Regions from separate parts of the Mus musculus genome. Here region 1 is linked to region 2. The links are chromatin contacts, called in public HiChIP or PLAC-seq maps. All regions are on one chromosome and are shown on one strand. Each heading gives the region's core, a stretch centred on a gene start, on an enhancer-like site or on the middle of the called end of the contact. The rest is flanking DNA. Distances are from core to core; before and after follow the strand shown.

Region 1 (3,800 bases), core at 373-2,872, 50 kb before region 2:
GGCTTTATTAAGGTTTTTTTCTTTTTTCTTTCTTTCTTTCTTTTTTCTTTCTTTTTTTTTTTTTTTTTATTTTTTTGTTATAAAAGATGCCTAGCGGCTGAGACATTCCGTCTTCCAAAACACTGGGATAGCAACACACATTTGGGGACATAACAAGACAAAATGATTGCCATAAAGAAAAGTCTAACAGAGAATGGAAAACTGGATCCTGCTCTATGAGGTCTTAATGCCAGTTTATTCCCCTACTCAACCCAAATAGATAGACAGTACCACCCACCTCCGCAAGCTTGGTGTGGGAAGGAGCCAGCCACTGTGTAGTAGGGTTAACCCAGGCTGTGAGTGAACTCACCTGTTAGACCAGAATCGGAAGAAAACTCTATTAAATACATCAGATGGTGACAGCTGGCTGGACAGTCAATTACATAGTCTGCAGTGTAGAACAATGGTTTGTGGGATGTCCCCTGGGTTAGGGTGCTTCTTTGTACGCAGTTTTCTGGCATGGAATTCACACTATGCAAAGGAGGACAGTTGAGACTGGCCAGTGCACAGCTCGGAGGACAGAGTAAGCTGTTACGCCATTTCACTTCTCCTTGTACCATCTCAGGCCTGCAAGTCAGAGATATGCAAATCAGATCAGCCCCAGTCAAAGGGTTGGGTTCTAGAGTTTGAGGACAGCTACGTGGCATGTCATTTCCTCCCATTAGCGATTAGGAATTTCTGACCTAATCGAGAGTCGACCTGCTGGGTCTTCTGGTTCTTTACTAATGGTCTTTCCTTCACAGCACCCACCTGTAGGTTCTAGAAGCACCACCTCCTTGCTGCTACTGCAGCATAGACTTCCCACGAGCAGCTGACCCATATACCCTGACTGCCTAGATCTCCCTCTAGCCATGACACAGTGGCAACAGGAAGAAGGTAGCCCAGTGTGCTTGCATGCATGCATGTATCCCAGTAGTCAACAGTCATCCCTGAGCCCTGTGCTAGGTGCCGGGCAGCAGATAAGAAGCCTGGGTCCTCTCTCCCTCCTCATGCCCTCCATTGCTGGAGCCTCGTGGCTACCCAGAAATCCCATGTAGCCCAATGGAAGACTCTTTCCTAGCCTTCCTTCTATCTTCCACTGAAAGAGGCCACTTTCCTGAAGGTGACCCCGGCTCCCTGTCCTTAGCTTTTTCCCAAGAAAATGCACTGTTGAATCTGGGTGTGGTGGCATGGGCCTGTCTTGCCAGCACTCAGGAGGCTGTGGCTGGAGATTTGCAAGCTCTAGGCCAGCCTGGGCTATCTGGCAAGATCCTGCCTTCAAGAAGGGAAGAGGGGGATGGAGGAGGAGGGAGGGCTCTGCTGGCAGTTGGCCAAGTCTATTCTCAGCCAGATTCCTGTCTCCCTCTCGGTAAGTCTCCACTTCCAGACACTCCAAAGTCCTTCTCTGTCCCTGTCTCCCCGCTGCTTCATTTCATCCTGTCCTGTCCCCCTGGGGTCCTCAGTCCTGTATCTCTTGTGGAAACTTTGTCTCCTTGTGCCCTTATCTGTCTTGCTGGCTTCTTGGAGAACACAGAGGCAAGGCTAGGGAAACTGCCAGAAAGTGGGTGCAGGTGCTGGCTCCATGCTGGGGCTTTGTCACATCCTGTGGTGAGGGAGGGGAGGAGTTTGCCTATGAAACCAAGTCCAACTTTTAACCATCTTGGCACCTGGTAAAGAAGACATTCTGAAGAGACACTGCGCCCTGCCCTCCCTTTGGCTATCAGAGTCCTGAAACAATAAACCCCCAGGAATTGGATTGCCCTCAGAGTCTCAGGCTGAGAGAAGAAGGTGGCTGAGGGCTGGCACAGCCAGGGTTGGGGAGGTTGTCTCCCAGGGAGAGATCTCACACAGTCTGAAACCTACTTTGAGCGCCTTGCAGGACAGACTGGAGAGGGTGTGTCAGTGATGGGCAGGACCACACCTTGACCAGGACGGCTTAGCCATGCATATACCTCGTGTCCTATATTTAAACCTAAGCCTCATGCCAGGACACCCAAGATGGACTTGGGAGAGTGAACACTAGACCACTTTGTTCTTCTCCCCAAGTGTCTCCATTGAATAAATGTTCCTTTTCCGTTTCTCACTATGGCTCTCCCGTCTAATTGGTCTATTGAGGACCGGTGCTGAGCCTAGCTTGTTAGAGCCCAGGTAAGGACCCTGACAGTTTTGCTCATTGAACCAGTTGCTTATTCTCACGCACCAGGGGCTCACTCTGCCTCGCTCTGCTCCAGGTTAACCCCTGGCACCTTGCCATTCACCGTCTTTTCAGGATCCACCCCCCCCCATTCCAAGTGTCCACTCGAGATTGACACACCACGGCTGGCTGACAGCATCCATTGTTTTCCAGAACAAACTGCTGCTAGCACATGTTGAAGTTCAGTGTATCCTTGATTGTTTTCAACCCAATAAGGAGATCAACTGTGCCAGAAAAGACAAGCATGGACCCAAATATGAAAACTGAGTGATGGGGTAGGGGGAGCTAGGGAGATGGCTCACAAAGACCTGAGTTTGAATGCCTAACACCTATGTAAAAATCTTGGCATGTCTATACCTGCCTGTAACCCCAGCCCTAGATGGATAAAGACAGGAAGATCCTAAGAGCTTCCTGGCCAGCTAGCCTAGTCCAAACTTTGAGCTTCCAGTTCAGTTAGAGACTCTGTCTCAAACCCGTAATGTTGAGAGGGATAGAGGAAGGCACCAGACGTCCTGCTCTGGCCTCTCTGTATAAACACGTGGGTTACACACATTCATATGCATATGTCACATATCTGCAACACACATAACACACAGACACACACAAAGTGATCCACACCAGAGTAGATAAAGTTCCAGCTGAGTGTCTGCCCAGCACCCCTTCCCACAGTGCTGGTCACAGCCCAGCTCTCCAGTCCTTCATTTTAAGAGACCTGCTCCCTCCTTGTCCAGAGGCCTGAATGAGCTAGTAGGAGCCTTTCCTGGGGGTTTTCCATACCGTAGAATACACCAGCCTTCCTTCAAGGTCCCCACCACCAGCTGGTCCTTGGATTCCATCCCACTCCATCCCATCCCACCCCTGCCTCCCATCAGCAAGGTAAGCTGTACAAAAGCTGCCTGCCTGGGAAGAGGCTCCAGCTGTTGCTGATAGGTACCTCTGTCCCTGAATGGGGACCACCTGGCAACAGAGGCAGGATTGGCTTTGCTTTATTGAGGAGGATCGGTTTAGCAGGGAACTGACAGTTTGCAGAATTCTCGGGGTAGCAGAGATGACAATTTACTCTCAAAAAGAGCTAAGAGGTTTGCAGTAGTTACAGAGTGTTCTAAACAATCATGGGTTTTATCTATGTCCCGGAACCCCTGCTGCACATGGGAGTCACCTAGAAAGCTCAAAAAAAAAAAAAAAAAAAAAGCTTCGTCTCTCACTAGGCACAGTTAATTGGTTTAGGGTGGGGACTCCGTATCGGTTTTGAAAGCTCCAGGGCGATTCTCACTTGTAGTCAAGGTTAAGATTAAACCTGTGCTCTTCAGACTTCTGAGATCAAATGCACCTGGAAGGCTGGGTTAAAACTGCAGGTTCCAAACCCAGGAGGGCTGAGGCAGAAGGTTTGGGGGTAGCAATGCAAGGATTTGCATTTCTAGGGGATTGGGGGGGATGGCTTAGCTGGTGCTTGCCTTGCAAGCAAGAGGTCCAGAGTTCCATGCCTAGAATCTGTATAAAAATCAATCAGTTAGTCAGCCATTCAATCAATCCCAGCCTAGTATGGGGTTGCAGAAAGCTCAGTGGGTAAAAGCTCTGACCTCAGCAG
Region 2 (4,086 bases), core at 1,307-3,806:
CCTCAAAAAGTAAGGTGAAGAAGAGTTGAAGAACACACTAGCTTGAGACCTCTGGCTACCACAGGACATCCCCACACAGATCTCTCTCTGTGTGTGTGTGTGTGTGTGTGTGTGTGTGTGTGTGTGTACATTCCTTGCATGAAAGCAAGTGTGCATAAGTGGATGATTTTGCCAGAGATGCCGAAGTAGGGGGAGACAGAAGAAGGGGTGGGGCAGTTAGATAGTTGGATCCAAAGGAGCTCAGAGACTCTTGGCTCATCCCTCTTCAAAAAGATCCAGCGAATTCCAGCAGTCCAGAGGGAGCAGGCATACAAAGGAACACAAAGCCTGCAGGGATGCTGGAGACAGGCCCTTTGCAAAGCAATCTATGGACACAGCATTTATTTTCTAGGAAGATTCTAGAAGAGGTGAGGCTGTATTTCAGACAACAGAGGAATTCAAGTTCATGACCTTCACTGCCCCTGCAGAGCAAGGGTCCCCTTCCATCCTTGTAGCAGCTGGTGGCCATTCTCTGCCCCCCCCTTCACTCCCCTCCCCATCAACCTTTATTATTGGGGTTTTCCACTGAGACCTAGACATCCATAGGTTTGTACCTTTCTGCTGACCCTGATCATCACAATGGTGTGTGTGTGTGTGTGTGTGTGTGTGTGTGTATCAGAGAACAGTGTCCCAGTGCCACTGCCTCGAGGCACCTTCCAGGCATTTTCTCCTGTCCTTAGAGATCGTAGCATTGAGGTGCATCCTCCAACCACTCAGACTGTTATCGATGGAGCCTTGGGGGACAGTGGTGGTGGGAAGGCAGGCAACAGGGTGGTGGTATGAATGGGTCCCTGAGCACCTGGGTAAACGGGGGGCATAGATGGAAAGAAAGCAGATCCCATCATTCTGTGGACATGAAGGAAGAAGAAATCAAGACATTCTGTTACACAGGCCCCATGCAGGAACATTTATAAGATGGTTGGCTTCTCTATCTAGAATGGAGGACAGGTGGTCTGGGAGAGGGACTCTCACCCGGATGCATGTCCATCCCTCCACTTACCATCTAAAAGGTGCACATAACAGGGCATGGGAATGGAGGGTCTTAGCTTGGGGACTGAGTTCAAGCCCCTTGGTTGCTTCCTGACCCTATTCTCACTTCAATGCTCTCTTGAACAACCAGGCCACTCAAGATTGCATGGATTCAGTTTCCTTTTGGAGAATTTTGAAAAGCTTTACTACACATATTTGTGTGTGTCAGTGTGCATACCAGCATCTGCATGTGGAGGTCAGAGGACAACAGGCAGGAGTCAGTTCTCCTATGTGGCTCCAGGGGATCGAACTCAGGGAGTAAGTCTTGTCTGCAAGCATCTTTACCCACTGAGCCAGCTCTCCAGCCCATCCTCAGGGGATTATGAGAAGGAAGGCAGTTAGCCAGCCCAAGAAATGTGAGAAGAGCTCCTGCAGCTGCCTCACTGAAGCTTGTCTTCATAGGGCTGAGTTACTCTCATATCCCCAGCTCATCAAAAACACCCCAGTGGGGCCCCTGCCATCCTCCCTCCTGCCATCACCCATAAGATCACAGGACGAGATAGGTGGAGGGACCGGCAAAGCAAACCGTCAGGGTCAGGGCGAGCTCCTCAGTAACTTCTTATTTATTGGCCTCCTCCAGTCTCGCGGTTGCTGGTTGTGCTCAATATTTTATTCTTGTTGTACCTGCTCCGAAGCGGAGCTGCGGGCAGTTTTGATAAATGGATTGAAAGGAAGTTTTGTCTGGTTTTGCTGAAGCTTCTGTAAGTGCCTCTGGATCTTGGGCTGAAATGATATTTCCCCAGCTTCCTGCTGTGATCTCGCTCCCGGGCGGCTCTTCTCCTCCCCGCTCTCCCTGGGCACTCTGCCTCCCAACCCCCATGCACGCATGCACATACACGTGCAAGGAGGCACAGATCTGTATACTCACTCAGGACCACTCAAGGTACCAGTGTGGAAGGGAGCAGAGTGTGTGTCCCTATGGACCGGCAAGCCCATACTACAGTCTTGTGCACAGACATGCCCTCGGTGCACACGAAGGCAGACACACATGCTGTCCTCTCTGAGTTCAGCCAGCCCGATCTGCAGGGAAGCCCTTGATGAGCATGGGTAGAGATGAGCAGATCCCAAGAAGGAAGAAGCCTGGAACTCTGATGATCTCTGCTGGAGCCCTGCCCCCAGCTGCTGGATTCCTCCAGCCTTCCTCCTCCGCCTGCCTGCAGGCCTTGGAGGCCCCACTGGGCCAGCTGGAAGCTTTATCCAACCACATCTGAAACAGCTCAGGAGCTGTGCCTGGCCGCCAGCCGTTTCCATAAATAACTTGCTGAGCCTGGCTCCTTGCCCTTCTGGTGATGTCATTGGCGTGGGCCCAGTGATGAAGTCATAGGCTTCCCTTCCCTGAGCCCTCCCTTTGGGTGGAGCGAGACACCCCTTCTTCCCCCTTCACAGAACCATTACTGAGAAATTTCACCTGTCTGTCCTCACCTCTTCCTGTTCCCACCACTCCAGGTATTGGATACAGGCTTTCCACCATCTGGACCAACTAACTGTGATGGTGCCAGACAGCATCTTGTCTCCCCATTGTCAGTTACTGAGCCGCCTCCCAACTTTGCCATCTCCTTGGATATTGTTTCCAGGTAACAACAGACTTTTAAGTTTCAAGGGTGGCAGAGAAAGGTTGGCATCTTGATGATGCTCTACACAAGCTTCTCCAGCTGTGTGACATCAGACAAAATACCTCACCTCTCTGTGCCTCTGTTTTCTCATCTTTAAACTGAAGACAGTAAAGAAAGCTATCCCAGGACTGCCTAAGTCTTCCGTGGGCTCACAGAGCTTGAAGTGTCGATACACTGGACAGGCCCGTCATATGAACCACATTTCCACAAGCGCCTAGTTTTGTATGTTTTCTGCTCTGTGACTGCGGTCTTCTCTGTGGTGTTCATGTCTGGAGCCAGGGAGCCATCTCAGTCTCCTTGACACATTTCTTGCTATGTAGCCAAGGATAACCTGGAACTTCTGACCCTTCCACCTCGAGAATGCTGGAACTGCAGGTGTGAGCAGACGCTGGAAGAACCAGGGGAGGGGGGCACGGTGGGAACTGGTGGGAGCAGCTCTGAGGTGCTCAAGCCCCACCTGCCCTCACCCTCTGGACAGAAGGAAGTGACCTTCCTCCTCAGACAATCTCAAGGAAGTCCGGGATTGTTCTTATTTTCTATAGGAAGAAACTGAGGCAGGCTGGAGAGATGGCTCAGGCAGTGAAGGCTTGCCATGTAAGCAGGAGAACTTTAGTTCAATGCCCAGAACCTACAAAACTACAAAGAACCCAGCTCAGTGTCATGTTCTCTTAATCCCAACACTGGGGAGATGGAGTTAAGTAGAACCCTTCTGGAGGCCCATTGGCCACCCAGCCTAGGCTAACCAGCAAGCCCTGGGCCAAACAGAAGCTGTCTCAAAACCAGGAGCTAGCTTGGCCATTAAAGGCCAAGGTGTCCCTCTGTCCTCTCCCTTCTTCTCTCTTCTCTTACCTCTCCCCCACCTCTCTCTCTCACACACACACACCACACACACACACACACACACACACACACACACGAGAGAGAGAGAGAGAGAGAGAGAGAGAGAGAGGTGGAGGCAGAGAGATCAAACATCTTACTACCAGGACAAACAACAACGGCATCCTAAGACACCCATGGACCTGCCCAGAACCCTTGCCTGATTTCCAGATGTGTGCGCTGGAAGAGTTCACAGGAGACTGTGTCTTTGAACTCGGTGGCAGAGGTGAGCCTTGGCTTCTGTGTCCCATGCGGTGGCCACGGAGCCCCAGGAACTGGGTCAGCGAGATACACACCGGGTTTTGGTGATTTTGTATAGGAAAGGGAATGCAGGAGAGCTTATGAATAATTCCTTGGGATTCATTATGCGTTGAGTTGATAATGTTTTTCGTGTGTTGAGCCAACTAAGGGATGCTATTACCGATGGTTTCACCTGCTTCCTTTTGCTTTTATGAGCTGGTTATCAGAGATTTAAAACCACATGCGTGGATCCTATTAGATTTCTCTTGGGCGCCTCTATTCTGGTGCC

Evidence for each region. HiChIP or PLAC-seq counts read pairs in DNA pulled down with a chosen protein or histone mark.
Region 1: an H3K4me3 HiChIP or PLAC-seq map of the SCID.adh cell line shows a contact between it and region 2, with 22 read pairs. The contact joins the enhancer-like site here to the promoter of 1700092K14Rik in region 2. A contact is called at or near these places in 3 of 39 promoter capture datasets (cranial neural crest, pre-B cells and trophoblast stem cells), 2 of 484 Hi-C or Micro-C datasets (double positive thymocytes and nephron progenitors) and 3 of 115 datasets of contacts at active chromatin or transcription factors (the SCID.adh cell line, embryonic stem cells and thymocytes).

Annotation. Positions count from the first base shown.
Region 1 is chr11:114,246,228-114,250,027 of GRCm38.p6, reverse strand. No RefSeq gene overlaps it. Among named protein-coding and RNA genes, the nearest start is that of Gm11691, 3.7 kb to the left of the region's middle. Within about 2 kb of position 1,622, at least 27 of the 459 cell types and tissues checked have an H3K27ac peak or open chromatin away from gene starts, as enhancers often do. A contact at or near this core is called in the SCID.adh cell line and double positive thymocytes, where this site is marked.
Region 2 is chr11:114,196,728-114,200,813 of GRCm38.p6, reverse strand. 1700092K14Rik (RIKEN cDNA 1700092K14 gene) reads right to left here and starts at 2,556. Exons shown (of 3, transcript NR_045930.1): 1 at 2,491-2,556; 2 at 1,937-2,088; 3 at 1,615-1,791.